Linked DNA regions of Anas platyrhynchos: region 1 is linked to region 2. The links are chromatin contacts, called in public Hi-C maps. All regions are on one chromosome and are shown on one strand. Each heading gives the region's core, a stretch centred on a gene start, on an enhancer-like site or on the middle of the called end of the contact. The rest is flanking DNA. Distances are from core to core; before and after follow the strand shown. Region 1 holds the start of MTA1 (metastasis associated 1). Region 2 overlaps MTA1 (metastasis associated 1).

Region 1 (7,144 bases), core at 2,312-4,811, 58 kb after region 2:
CAGCCACCAGCGAAACGCTCGTGCTGAGGGTGAACTCCTGGAGAAGGTGCAGGTGAAGCAGCCTTGGGAAGGGAAACCCTGCTCTCCTCCAGGCAGCTGACACAGCACTCTCCTGAAAGGGGAGGCCAGCAGTAGCTAGAACAATGAGCATCTCTCTCCCACATGCGTTTTTTCATCAGAGGCCCCAAATTCCTGCTGAGCTGGTCCCAAGTTTCCTAGACCTGGTGTTTACCCAGCACTCCCATGTGTCCTGCGGTCGGGCAGACAGCCGCTCTGCCCCATGACTCCTTCCAGGCGAGGAGAGCCCCCTTCTCGCCGCGCTGCCGTTTATTTCGTGGCTGTTAGGAAAACCTTCATTCAGAACATCTTCACCTCTGCTAGGCTGGAAGCACACAACTCCAGGAGCTCCTTCGGGGTGAGTAAGCTCCTGTACTTCATTTCACAATTTGATAACCCAGCATCTTCACGCATATAAAAGTTTTACATCCCCCCACAATCAGCGTTAACTTACAAGGGGGCAATTTGCATCAGCGCTGACCCCCTGCCCCACCAGAGGTGCACCGAAAGAACCTCAGGACCATGAAAACCAGTTGCTTTCTCTAGGTGCCAGCACTCACCTTACCCAGAGCCTGATAACCGCTGAAGCAGCAGCCCCAAATCCTGCAGCTCCACTACCCGGGTGCCCCAGCGCAGGCTGCCAGGCTCCTCTATAACGGAGCCGCTGGGCACCAACACTAAAAAATGGCACTGAAAGCCAGTCTCTGTCAGAGAAGTGCAACCCACCCACTGGTTTATGAAAACAGGGATTCACAGCGTCTCACGACCAGCCCCGAAGCGATCACCATATACTCCCAGGAGCGTTATTGATCTACGACAAACGAGCTGGTTTTGGCAGCTGCTCGGTCTGGAGCTGGCACACACAATTTGGTAACCACAAGGATAGCAGCGGATTATCTGCTGAATGTTTCTCTTCCAGAGGGAAGTCTATGAAATGACGACGCACAAACCCCATTCAGGGCTTAATCCTGCCCTGGAGTCCGCGCACAACTTCAGTGTGCGCAGCTCCCACTGACGGGAGCCACCAGCACCGGGGGCAGAAACAATTCAGTGACACAAACTCCTCGGGCCGAACAGAGCTGTCACACAGAAACAGCTGCATCTGCCCATATGGTGGTCCTGGTCGTGTGGCAAACCCAGACTTCAGCCATATGTAGGGTACCAGAGCGCAGTAACCCTGGCCACCGGCCAGCTGCCTTGCCCTCTGCCTGGGAAGGTTTCGGAGCAAGGCCTGGATGCTGCTCCCAGGCACACCGAGGTGACTGAGACCAGGCAAAATACCAAAAGGAAATCATGCCCGACTGATCCGACTCACCACTGTGATGCAAAGACTGGCTGTGTGGCTAAGGAGAGAGCAGGGGTGTTGGAAGTGGCTCGTGGCAAAGGCCTCGTAGCCCCCCATGGGAGCCTTCGAACCAAAATGCTGAGATAAGGGCTGGGCAGCAAGGTGGATACGCACTGGGCAGCAGATTAGGAGGCTCACCAGATGAACACCGGGCTCAGAGGGCTGCGAGCAGCAGCACAGCCTTCACCTGGCTGCTAACAGCATCCCTCGGCACCGACACGAGGCCAGCTGTGGATGTTTTGCGATGGATTGGGACTGGAACACGCTCACCAAAAGTTTGGGGAGCCAGGAAAAGCATGCCACACACTTGTGGGCAGGGCTGCTACTCAGGGGAACTTTGACAAGCCAGGAAACGGGCTGACAAGCACCTCAGGAAGTTCAGCTAAGGCTAAGCAAAGTCCTGCAGCTGGGATGGGATAACTCCCCGCAGCGCCACAGGCTGACTGCAGAGCTTCTCTGCCGAAAAACAACTGGAGAAACAACAGGGTACCCAAGAGCCAGCACGCACCCTCGCAGCAAAGGTGGCCAACATCCCCCTGTGCTGCACCAGTGGGGTGAAGGGATGGGTCCTGCCCCGCTGCTCAGCGCTGGGAAGGCCACCTGGGGAGCTGGGAGCAGCACAGGGACACACAGGAGGCAGCGGGGTGGGCAGTGCTGGCCCAGCGGGGATGTCACTGCTGTCACAGCTAGGGCACAGGGCTGGCAGGGCAGGGCTCTCTTCAGGGGGCACAGGGAGAGGATGAGGGATGAGGGACGCCAGCTGCGACACCAGGAAGTTTTCCCTGGTGTCTGGGCGCTGTGGCCAAACACTTTGGGCAGGGCCCAAGGGAAGGATGCCATCCCTGCACCGTGGTCCTCCGGGATGCCACCACGGGGCGGGCAGGCCCCGAGCATCCTCCAGGCCAGCCTGCAGCAGCAGCAGGTGGCCCAGCGGCCTGCAGAGATCCCTGCCCACCGCAGACCTGGCCGTGCAGGGCACCAGGGACGGCATCCCATGCGAGAATGGTGCCGTGACACTAAACAGCCCTGAATTCCCCCAGCTCCCCTCGCCCTGCCGCTCTCAGCATCCCCCAGCCACCACCACAAGGCACCGCACACCAGCCTCAGACCCTCCAAGAAACAAAGCCGGGACGGCCCAGAGGCACATCTCGGCCCTCCACGGCACCAAGAAGCAGGAAAAAAAAAAAAAAAAAAAAGTATGGCTGTGCCAAAAGGAGCAAAAAATCCCAGAGCACAAAGTGAGGGCAGGCCGAGGAAGCAGAAAAGTAGTGGCAGCCAGGCAGGGTGGCTTGGCCGCCCCGGCTGTGTCGCCTCCCTCGCTCACTTCGCTCTGGTTTCACCAAACTCTGAAAGACGAGGGGTGTCTGGGGACGGGGAGGGGGGACCCCAAAAAGCATCTCCCCCAAAGCAGCTCCTGGGGGGGGGGGGGGGGGAGAAGTTGCGGCGCACACTTTCTGCGAAGGGAAAATGGCTGAGCGCAGAGCTCCCCGCCAGACCACCCTGCGTGTTTATCTTCCATAAAATAAAATAAAATCAAATCCACCCGCCGGGGCCCTGTTGCCTCTCCTCTGCGTTGCCGTGAGTTAAAACAAAGGGCAATCAGGGGAGGGGGGGGAGAGGAATGGGAGAGCGGGCAGGGAGGGGAGAGAGGCAGGGGGAAGGGAAGGGAAGGGAAGGGAAGGGAAGGGAAGGGAAGGGAAGGGAAGGGAAGGGAAGGGAAGGGAAGGGAAGGGAAGGGAAGGGAAGGGAAGGGAAGGGAAGGCAAGGGAAGGCAAGGGAAGGCAAGGGAAGGGAAGGGAAGGCAAGGGAAGGGAAGGGAAGGCAAGGGAAGGGGGGCAGCCCCCCAGCAGCCTGCCCATCTTTGTGCTCGCCTCCCCCCGCGCCCCGACCCCCCGCAGCCCGCCCCCATCCCCGGCCGTGCCCCCGCGGCTCCCCCCCGGGCCCCCCACGCGTGTCCCGGCCCCGCAGGAGCCGCGGGAGGGCGGCGGGGGCCGCTCACCTCCGACCCGGTACATGTTGGCGGCCATGGCCGGCTGCGGGCCGCCGCCGCCTCCAGGTGCCGGAGCCGCTGGAAAATGGAGGCTGGGGCGGGCGGGGGAGGGGAGCGCAGAGTTAAAGGGGCCGCGCCGCCGGGGGAGGGAGGGAGGGAGAGGAGGGGAGAGGAGGGAGGAGGCACCGGGAGGGAAGGAGGGAGGAAAGAGGGAGGGCAGGGGCACGGCGGCGGCGGGGAGAGGGAGGGGAAGGGGAAGGACGGCAGGGAGGGAGGGAGGGGAGAGGCCTGCGGGAGGATGGAGGGGGAGGGCGGAGCGCGGGGCACACACACAGAGACACCACACACACACACAGACAAACACACACTCACAGCCCGCCTTACACACACACGGCCCACCTCACACATGCACACACACATCTATACACACACACAGCCCGCCCGGCCTCACACAGCCCGCCTCAGGCGGGCACACGCACACCCAGCCCGCCTCACACGCACACAGACCACCTGTGTGCACACCCGGCCCTCACACGGACACATACACTACTTGTGTGCACACCCAGCCCTCACACACACACATATATATAACCTGTGTGCACGCTCAGCCCTCACACACATACACACAACCTGTACGCACACCCAGCCCTCCTCACACACACGTATAGGACCTGAGCTCACACCCAGCCCTCACACACACAAAACATCTGTGTGCACACCCAGCCCTCACATGGGCACACGTATACCACTTGTGAGCACAGCCAGTCCCCTTCACACGCACATATATCACCTGTGTGCACACCCAGCTCTCACACACACACACACACTGCCTGTGCTCACACCCAGCCCTCACACGCACACATATACCATCTGTGTGCACACCCACCCCTCACACACACATATATCACTTGTGCTTACACCCAGCCCTCTTCACACTCACATGTATCACCTGTGCTCACACAGCCCTCACACACACACACACCGCCTGTGCTCACACACAATCCTCACCCACACACCCACCACCAGTGCTCACACCCAGCCAAAACCACCAGGCCTTTCGCTCCCCGTGAGGGTGACGAGGCTGACGTCCCACATGCCAGGCCCAGGCCAGGCAGCGAGCCCCGACCCGGCGCTGTGGAAGCGCCTGGTGCTGAGCACGGTCCCAGCCCCAGGCCCTACCGTGCTCAGGCAGGGCCCACAGGTGGCACGGTCATATTCAACATAGCACCCAGAGGTGCCAAAATCCCCATCAGGCCCCACATCCCAGTAGGCCATGCCTCCACCTTCCCGGTATTGCAAGGAGTGAGCCAGGAAAGCCCAGCTGGCAGTGAAAATCCAAAAACATTCACTTCATGGAGGGTACCACCGCGATATTCCCTCCTTTCTGAGCTGTGCCCATGGAGCCGCTGCGGACACCGCCATCCGTGCCGCATGCAGGGACCGGCTGCTGCCGCCACTGCTCCGCCGAGCGGAAAATAATTCAGTAGGACACAGAAAAATTATCCAGAATAAATATTTACAAATCGCATCATGGGGCACTTGGTGGTTGCACACCAAGAAGTGGCCAGTCATGTGGTGTTGACTGCTCTTGCCAGACGCTAAATGGGTTTTTAAACGATAGCAACAAAAACATGTCAGGACTTCCCTGCTGCTCCTCTTCCACGTTGAGCAATGGCTGTGGTCACCACCGGGGCCTTGTGCAACGGCAGGAGGGCAGCTGGCTCCGGCAGACGCAGCCGGGGAAGGAGTGGGATGGTCAAAGCCCAGTCTCCCTCCTCCAAAGCCTGGTCCTGGGGGTGTCACCAGCTCTCCCCATGGCAAACGCAGGCCTTCCAGAAAGCCCTCGGGATGTTTTGATGGGGCGTTTCTTGCATTTGATGCCTTTCGTGCGGCACCGAGGAAGCACATCCACAGGGAAAGGCTGAGACCTGCAAAAAGAAGATGCCGGCGCTTCCAGAGCCCGGTCAGAGGCCGCCTGGCCCAAATCAGCTCATCCCAGCACACGTGGGCGAGGGCAGATTTCTGTGCCTATTGCATGCGAGCGGGCACACCCTGACCCTGACCCATCCTCGCTACACCCAGCTCCATTCCCCTCTTGCTCATCACCCCGCTCTGCTGCTCCCTGCTCCCAGCACAGCCCTCTCCACTCCTGCTGAGTTCCCTGAGGGACCAGGACCCAAAGGTCAGCCCTTCAAATTCCCTTTGCACCTCTCTTCCCTTGCAGAAGACACGAGAGATGTCCTGCTCCCTGGTGTTGGGGGGCTGGTCCTCTGCTCTCCTGAAGGGGAGAGGGCGGCAGGGCTGCAAAAACCAGGAGAGGACAGTGCTGTTGGGAGAGGATGTGCTGCTCCACCAGCTCTGCTGGGCAGCTGGAGATACAATGCAAGAAAAAAAAACCACGACTGTTGTTCAAAATTGGATTTCCTGTAGCTAAGACCCCTTGGGGGCGGTGAGACCTGCTGTCCCGGAGGAGCTGAGGGCATTCCCAGCCTGCTCATGCACAGGAGGTGATGCCTGGGAAGGCTGCCCTGACCATCTCTTCTCTCTCCTCTTCCTTACAGCAGTGGTGAGAAGTTGAACAAAGCACACCGTGGTCCTGCTCACAGCTCCCTGTACAACACACTGCAGCACCTCACTGCTCCGTCTCCCACATGGCTCCAGAAGAAAACCCAGAGCCCAGTTCCCCCCATCTCCCACCCCACACTCAGGATGGAAGAAATCTGGCCATGATGGGAGCTCGACACCTTGCCTTAAGGGACCAGCTGCTGGCAGCAGCCTCCAGGAGCATTTCCTACCAGAGACAACTGCCCCAGAACAGCCCCTGCCGAGAGATGACTCAAGGGACGGGTATGTGCTTTCATGTCCAGTTTTATTAGTGTTGCATTAGTACCATAAAATAGTTGACGAGGTCGAGCACGTTGCAGTTTGTTCCAAAATAAAAAAAAAAAAAAGGCTATTTACACTTAATGTCTTCATAACAAAAAAAAAAAAATAGAACCCAAACAATACAACGATGAAACAGATGGACAACTCAGGAACCTACACAGTGGTAACATCCCCCTGCGCGCTGCGGTCCGGACGAGGCTCGTGGCACGCAGCAGAGCACAGGGCTTCCCTGTGGCATCTCCAGCGGGGCAGGTGAGGCTCTCCGGCCAAGGTGCAAAGCAGCAGCTGACTGCTGTGGCCAAGAGCAGAGCTCTTCCTTAAGGAAACCAGTCACCTGCTGCTTTCCACGTTGGCCTGTCCCCTTCTCCTGCCTGTCCCACGGCCGCTGACTGTCCCTGCAGGAGGGTTTCCCCTGACAGCCCTGCTGAAGAAGCTCCAGAAATCCTCTGGGAGATGTCGCTGCTCATTTCTGGCCTTCTCCCTTCCTACTTGGTAAGCCCAGAGGGAGCGTCACACCAAAACGAGTGACCACACAGCGATCCACCAGGCTGAGACCAGAGGAACGGGGACCTTGCATCCAACCTAGCTCCAGGGGAGCACCAGGCCCCCCAGCCTGGTGCTGCTGCACAGCAGGACTGCCCTCACCCCAGGATCCCCCGGCACATCCAGCAGCAGAAAGCCATCAGCTCTGCTTCCTCTCACCAGGGTTTTCTTAAAAATTGAGGTACCAGGTGCAATGCCCTAAGCCCTGGCTCGCCGCTGCTCCCTCCAGCACCCGTTCCTGGTGAGAAATGACCAGGCAGAGCCATTTGGGCCAAGCTGCAGCTGAATTCCTGCTACCCCTAAGCAGCACGAGGCCTTTGCTG
Region 2 (7,347 bases), core at 3,454-5,953:
AATGTTAAAACAGAAACAGTAAGATATCAAACGTCTGTAATTATATTTCAGATCAGCCATATATAATGTTAAAACTAAAGGTGAAAAATAAGAAAGATTCTGTTCAGCTGCATCAAAACTTCAGTGCAATTATCCTGCACTATGACAGTGTAATTCTACAGGAGTAAGACACAGCAGGAGAGAATCCATTTTCCCTCTAAGGAAAAGCCTGTAAGGGGACGTAACTTAACTTTTGCTCACCCCTGGGAGGCCAGTAGAGATCTCTCCCGCTCAGAGCCACCTTGAAAGCTAATAATTCTACTCCCCTGTTAAGGAGAAATACCTCTCCATGTCCTTACTCATGTTAAGACATTTGAATAGGCCCTTTTATCCTCATCTGAGGAAAAATCTGCACTTTGTCTTCCTGACAATCTCAGGCAAGAACAGCTCTTCAGAACAGAGCCCCGCGTTCCAGGCCAGAACATCCTGTGTCTACCTCCCACTTCAAACACCTTCCCCATGCCTTTTATCCTCGGGGAGACGAAGCCCACATTTCACTGAAGAGGTTCTCAGTGACAGGGCCAACAGAAGCGAACGCTCTAGTTCTGAGCAAGGCAGAAGCAGGTTTATGGCACGCCAGGTCTGGCACTTCTGCCTCCCTTACCTAATCAGTAGCCTGCCTCTCACACTGCCTCTGGCAGCTTTTCTGAAACCCAGGTGATCCACACATTACAAAGCCACCTGGGAAGCACACAGCTACTATACCTACAGGTTAAAAAGCTGTAAACCTCACAAGGAAAAGGAAGCATCTCTGGAAATGGCTATAAAGGTTTTCTTCATACTGCTCATTTAAAAAAGAAAAAAGGAGGGAAGTTCCTCTCTCACTGCCCCACTTGCAAGGTTGGTCAAGCTAGGAAGAGTTCCGCTAACATGGTAGCCTTACGTGCATGTACCACCCAGGCAGCACACATCACGTCACACCCAAAATTGAAATGGAACAAGCAATTTCTATGAAAGACATAAAACCCCTACGAATAACAAACACTGAATTTATATCTAAGGCTATGATTTTAAACGATTTCCTTGCATACTGAAAGGACAGAATAAGCCTACACAGACAATAGACATGTTGTAGAAAAGTATTTACCATCCATTCCATTGTGTTGTTCGTAACTTCTTTTTCCCAGGATAGTTGGGGACCCATTATTAATGACAGGCGTAAACTTGGCAGGAGTCAGATTGTTGAGAGAACTGGATAAGCTCTTTGCAGGATCTGGTTTCGGAGGACACGGATGAGATTCTGTGGTGGAACAGCAAGGGGTCACTTTTATTAATGAAGATACTGGAATTACAAACCCGAAAGCAACCTGCAAACTTCCACAGTGACAAAGTATACTTCCCCTTATACAGCAATTACCTCAGTCAGTAATTTTGATTGAGGATTGCTATTTATATTGATCATTTTAAGTATATTTAGGAACTCACTTCTACTGAAGATGTTAAAATCAATTTCATAACATCCACTGTACCACATCACTAGCCTAAAATAAGAGCTGATAACAAGAGCACCTTGTATTTATTTTCAAAACATTGTTCTCCAATAATTTGGTATAATTTCTGGCCTGTTCTATATTAAAAGCCATCTTTGGGCAGTCACACAGCACCCCTAGACTCTGAGAAAATGACAACTTTACCAGGTTAGCAAGGTTTGTAAAAATATAGTTTTTAACCAGCTGAACAAGTGAGGATACAGAGCACCACTAGAAAGAACACAGAGCCTAAATTCAACCTTTTGGCTGAGGCAGAGACCAAGCACAGGCTGTCCAACAGAAAAGGTTTTGAGAAAGTTACAACTAACAGCAAGTGAGAGCTTCACATGAGTGGATCTCTCAGCCCCAACAGTAGGGTAACATATGATGTAAAGTGCACTGAGCTCCAAAAAGAGAGCTATATTCTCACTAATCCATCAGCCTCCCTTCACTTCCTTCACTCCCCTCTCCCTGTGCAACAGTCACAGATCGTGACATGGTGCTACTGAATTTGTGCTCAGGTGAAATCTCAAAATCTATTGTTACATGCTCCACAACTATTAAGAGCGGGATTTTATTCAACAGCAAAAAATCTCCCTTTATTTGCTTTATGTGGTCGTGCCATACATACCCAAAGGTTTCCCAGTCTGTGTATCTCATCAGTATTCAGCACTTAAGCACAACACTCAACAGAGAAGCAGTAAATATTTAATAAACCCTCAGCCTTACAATATTTCATCAACAAAAATGTTCAAAGAAACATAAAATTAACTCCAGTGTTTCTTATCAGAGTAAAAAGGCAATCAATTTCCTTGATAATCTGGAAGCCTTCAAAGGACCATGGTCCAAGCTAGCTCTCCGTGGTTAGACTCCTGTTAGACTGAGGTTACACCCTCAGACTTGGCTTCGGGGTATCTCTAACAACCAGCAGCACTAGGGAAAATTATTTGTAGTCAGAGCTGGTATATCATGTTATCTGGCTGCCTCCAACACCTAAAAACTTACACTAAGGTCCTAGACAGCGCTACTTAGTACTCCGCCACAGATCAGCTGTGAGAGAGGCTCAAGTATTCAAGAAAACAGCAGAAAACAAGATGAAAATTAAGATGAACAGAAGCATATGCCCCATTGTCTGGCTCCTACGCAAGGACAGCCAGCAGCTGATTCACAAGCTGTGCTAAACCTGAAAGGCTCCCTGGAGGACCCAGCTGTAGTAACTGCCTTCAGGCTGCCCTAAAATTGCAATAACGGACTGACCAATTGTTCCCAAAACATGACATTTATGCCTCCATTAGCAGAGGGCAACCTGTCCACACATGCATGAGACACCACAGCAAACTGTGCCATGTCCCACCCCTCATATAAAAAAGCTTCAGCTGCAGCTCAGCGAGCCCACAGTGGACTGGAGCAACTAGGTCTGTCAGACAGGAAAAGGGGGAAGTTCATGGGGAGGTCTTCAATTTTATTTTATTTTTATTTTTTTTTAAATCCAGAACCAGCATCTAAACCCAAAATAAAAGGGAAAAAGAAAGGGCTAGCAGAATTAGCTAGTAGGGTTTTCTGTTTATTTTGCAAGGGTATTTTTTGTTTGTTTTTTAAATACCTAAATACCGGAGTACTGCTTCTAAAGGCTTTCGAACCACTTGCTTTAATAGCAATGGGTTTTCTGATGCCTCTGGTAAACGTGCTGTGCCTGTAAAACAAACAAAAAGAATTAGAGGGCAACTACACTTAGATATTGTAGTAGAACTAAGTGAATAACTCAAGTGTTTAGAAAAGAGCTTTCCAATCATAAAGAGCATTTACAGGTTGCATGCATGTCTTGGCAACAGGACGCAAATGCAGGAGAATGCTAAAGGTACCAGCAAACAGGAGTATTTCAGAACAAATAACTCATGAATTTTCACAGTATTTGTCTAGCCTGTCATCAGTTAGAACACTCCACAAGTAGAGCCAGGTTTTGTGGGAGCACTAACTGAGAGCAAAAGAACACTGGGAAGCTGCAGCTCAAACTTAAATACGTAAAGGAATCTCAAAGGGCTCCTTTGCCCTTTGCAAGTAGGTGCCAGCTGCATCACCACTCACATTCTGCTTTGATTGCTGCGCTGTTAATAGGCAGATAGGGATGTCTTGCAGCATGCCAAGGGCGTAAGATATCTCGACATAAACGTCTGGCAATTCTTGTCAGTTTTGTTGTATGGAGATAAAAAGCTTGTCGTGTCTTCATAGCAAACTTGGGGCTCCCACTGTTTCGTACTGGCACACCATGAGGACTCTAAAAATAAAGAAAAATAAATATAATTTTGAAGAGCATGGCTTTAAAGAACAGAAACTATATAAAATCACTTTCAACTACTGATACACAGACGTATGAACAGCAACGGTATTATAGAAGAAAATATTTTCAGCACAGCTATTTACCATTTCCTAAGTCTTATCCATCAACAATTTTCTTCTGAAATGTTTCATGGGATAAAACAAAGGTAAACATCTTCTCTTCACAGCTATGTAGTCAATTCTGTACTGTCCTCAATTTTAAAGCAAGGATTCAAAAGCCAGGCCAAGAGAAGTTGCCTGATGCTATCACGTGATTTAATACTTACAGAGTCAATAGCAAGACTCCCAAACTTTGGGTGCTTAGAGTGGTTCTGGATATATAATGCAAACTCCTTATAACAAATCATTTGTAGGAGGGAGAAGAACACCAGAAAGCAGCTGTATGGCCAATTTACATCACAAACTCACTTCCCAAAGCAAACATTCAGCATGCAAGAACTTTTTTTTGTCTCAAAGCTGCAGAAATTTGTTAAATTCTTACTCTGAACTCAATTTACAGAGCACGCACATATTCACTACATGTAATAAAGAATAATACAGAAAGACATTTATCTAGTACAGAGAGCAAAAGCAGTATCTTTTTTAATAAAAGCAACAAAGTAAACCAATCAAATAATGAAAGTAATATCTTGTTATCTCAAACCTGCCTATGGGCGGAAAATAAGAGGAAATTTCAGCCTGGGAAGAACAAGGATTTCCCCTCTCAGACTGTTTGCATACTTTTTAACTAACAAACGAGCTATAGGGCTGATAAAACCTGGCAGCTATCTCGGCAATTAAGCAGCTTCAGAGGGTAAGCAGAATGCTGGAAAGGACAGTGGCTAAAGAAAAGAAACAGAAAAGGAAGGCAGCAATAGGAAAGACTAGGAGAGGGGAAAGAAATAATCTAAAACCAAAGTACACTGTGTACTCTCCTTCTCTCCATAGCTGCTGTTGTGACGCAGCCATTCTTTCCAGTCAGCCCAATGTACAATGCTTCAAGACTAAACTTTCTCTAAATTCAGAAAAATTCTGAGATTTTCTTTTAATAAATACAATACAAAAAATGAAGCTCACAAAATGCTTAATCAAAGACTAAAAAAAAAAACAGGGTTAATTGAAAAAAATAGGAGGAAGAAGAATAACAAGATAAGGGATCTCTAAAAAGCTGCTAGCTGATTGGGATATCTAATTTTGAATGTGCCTTAGGAAAGGGAACAGCTTTCAGGAAATAATGAATTCCTTTATGGAAAATTAGTCCTCTTCCTCCTGCAGCAAAAATCATGGAAAGAGAATATCAGAAACATTGGCTGGCATTCCATTTTTTTTTCCATGAAGTTCCTGAAGTTATCCCATGCATTTGATGGCTACTTTGCTAAACAAATAATGTGGGTTTTTCTTTCTGCGGGGGTGGTATTTCGCAACAAATTGCATAGAGCTGAAGCTAACATGCCAACTTTTGCAAGTGATAGAAAAACAAACTCAAGAACAACAATGGAGGTTGAAGGCATTCTTTTTCTTAAATATTTAAGAACAGTGAACAAGTGATAACAAATTACATCACCTAACTTTCCAGACAAGATCACCAAGCAGCCTTTTTTTTGCTAATACCTACCAAATTATTGCGGTTTGGTCCTGGTCTCTCTCCATCTAACCGTGTTGGCATTTTCAAGCCACCGTATTTCTTCCAGTACGTCCAACAGGATGCACAGAGGCGACACTGCATGTTAGGGGGACCCCAAGAATACCACTGGTAAGACTGTGTGGCTAGAGATAACAAAGGTGGAAATTATATATATCCTTAAACAGGATCACTTTTCAGAGCTTATTCTCTTTAGAACTATCATAAAAGAAAACCCACACAAAGACAGTGCAAATCTCAAACAGACCTTAAAAACCTGCTGATGGCTTTATTGCCATCACCACTGTTAAATGTACTTGTTATTTCAGTGAAATCAATTACATACATTAAAACTCTTTTAAAACATGAACAGAAAAAACGCTTACTAGGATGGGAAAACACCCTGCCAACAAAACTGAAAGCTCTCGTTTTGCTAGACTAATAGACAATTTCTGCAGGGAAAGATGGAAGATTCTCTCCAGGAACTCCCCAATACTTTAATTTTACAATGGAAGAATGAAAGGTAAGTCTGTGACTTGACTTCTTGTGCTGTCCTGCATTCCAGCATCTCTAAAGGCTTCCCATAAAGGAGGGCAAGCATTAGTGTATTAGTACCAGCCAGCAGACCAAATACACTGATATCCCATATTTGGGGATCTACTTTAAAATAATGAAAAAATTGTCAAGTTCACAGCTTGGTGATTAAAGTCTTTGCTCAATAGTAAGTGTCATACATAATTGTAGGTAGCTAACTCCCCCTTAAGTACTTTACAATTACATTTATGTAAAACCAGCAACTCCAAAACCACTTTTGCTGGAACGCTGCTATATCAAATTGTCCCCCCACCATTTCAAAGCCTTCTCCCCCCTGCTCCCTCCTCCCAAGCACAGCATTTACTTTACTGCTTGCAATACAGCACTCGCCCTCTGTGCACAAGTGCCATGTCCGCATGTCACTTACTATAACAGCTTTCACAGGCCCGTCCTGCTCCCGTGTTCTGTGCCTGTACTCCAGTACCATTTACCACTCCTGGTTTGACATTATTTACATTGATCTGGTTGGGGTTTGGCTTGTTACTTAAAACACAAAGCAAAAAGGAGGACAAACATTAATCAAGGCATGCAATTTCCTAGGAGACTTAACAACATGGCCCAAAACATTTGAGATTGAAGGCTGAAATTTTGTTCATCGTGTGGCTTTCAGAACAAGGAGCTGTACTTACCAGCAATCCGTCTTTCATGAATACACTCTCCTATGTCCGTATTACATTAGTTCAATGCCATTTCAGAGACAAAAAACATTTTAAAACAACAAACCATTGAGGCAAGGGAGGCATCTTAATTACACTCCTGAACATTCTGATCAAGCTGGCAAGAAGATCCTGTCTACAGATCTCTCCCTGTCCTCAACATGAAAGATGTTTTATGTGAATCTCCAAGAAGCAGCACAGGGGATGGAGAATGAGAAGCAGGCAGAGACAGACCCCTGTTTCATTCAGGGAAGGATAACCCTGTGCTACACTCACATACATATTTTCACATTGCCTTACTACAAAGTAATTCCATCTCCAGACCTAAGATACAGAGGTGATCAGGAATATGAGCTTTCATCAAGTCTTAATCCATGATCTGAGCTTTTCCTAGGAAACATCTAAGCTTCTGCTAATTGCAGAAAATCCAAAAGTTTAACAGCCACAGAACAAGAAGTCCATCAACATCTGTCATTAATAGATGCTGATACAAAAACATCGCCTCCACTCATCCCTGTATGCTGCTGAAGGTGTTGACTCAGGAACAAAAGTTAATGGTAGGAGCTGGGAATAGAAGGACAAACAAAACCTTGGCATGAAGAACAGTACGAAGAGTACAGGCACTGCAGGGGAAGATGCCAGAGAGGGAAAA

Evidence for each region. A called contact is a pair of places that touch in the nucleus more often than the background predicts.
Region 1: a Hi-C map of small yellow follicle shows a contact between it and region 2, with 2.6 times the contacts expected there. The contact joins the promoter of MTA1 here to the enhancer-like site in region 2. A contact is called at or near these places in 3 of 8 Hi-C or Micro-C datasets (liver, small yellow follicle and subcutaneous adipose tissue).

What each region holds. Positions count from the first base shown.
Region 1 is chr8:16,423,508-16,430,651 of IASCAAS_PekinDuck_T2T, forward strand. MTA1 (metastasis associated 1) reads right to left here and starts at 3,562. Exons shown (of 19, transcript XM_038183073.2): 1 at 3,402-3,562. The coding sequence starts at 3,429. LOC140003021 (a long non-coding RNA gene) reads left to right here and starts at 2,276. Exons shown (of 2, transcript XR_011810938.1): 1 at 2,276-2,980; 2 at 5,957-6,389. It overlaps PACS2 (phosphofurin acidic cluster sorting protein 2), which reads right to left. Exons shown (of 24, transcript XM_072041685.1): 24 at 6,243-7,144.
Region 2 is chr8:16,364,453-16,371,799 of IASCAAS_PekinDuck_T2T, forward strand. MTA1 (metastasis associated 1) reads right to left here. Exons shown (of 19, transcript XM_038183073.2): 12 at 6,407-6,522; 13 at 5,440-5,591; 14 at 3,594-3,783; 15 at 3,112-3,201; 16 at 1,127-1,279. Among named protein-coding and RNA genes, the nearest start is that of CRIP2, 29 kb to the left of the region's middle. Within about 2 kb of position 4,704, at least 3 of the 8 cell types and tissues checked have an H3K27ac peak or open chromatin away from gene starts, as enhancers often do. A contact at or near this core is called in small yellow follicle, where this site is marked.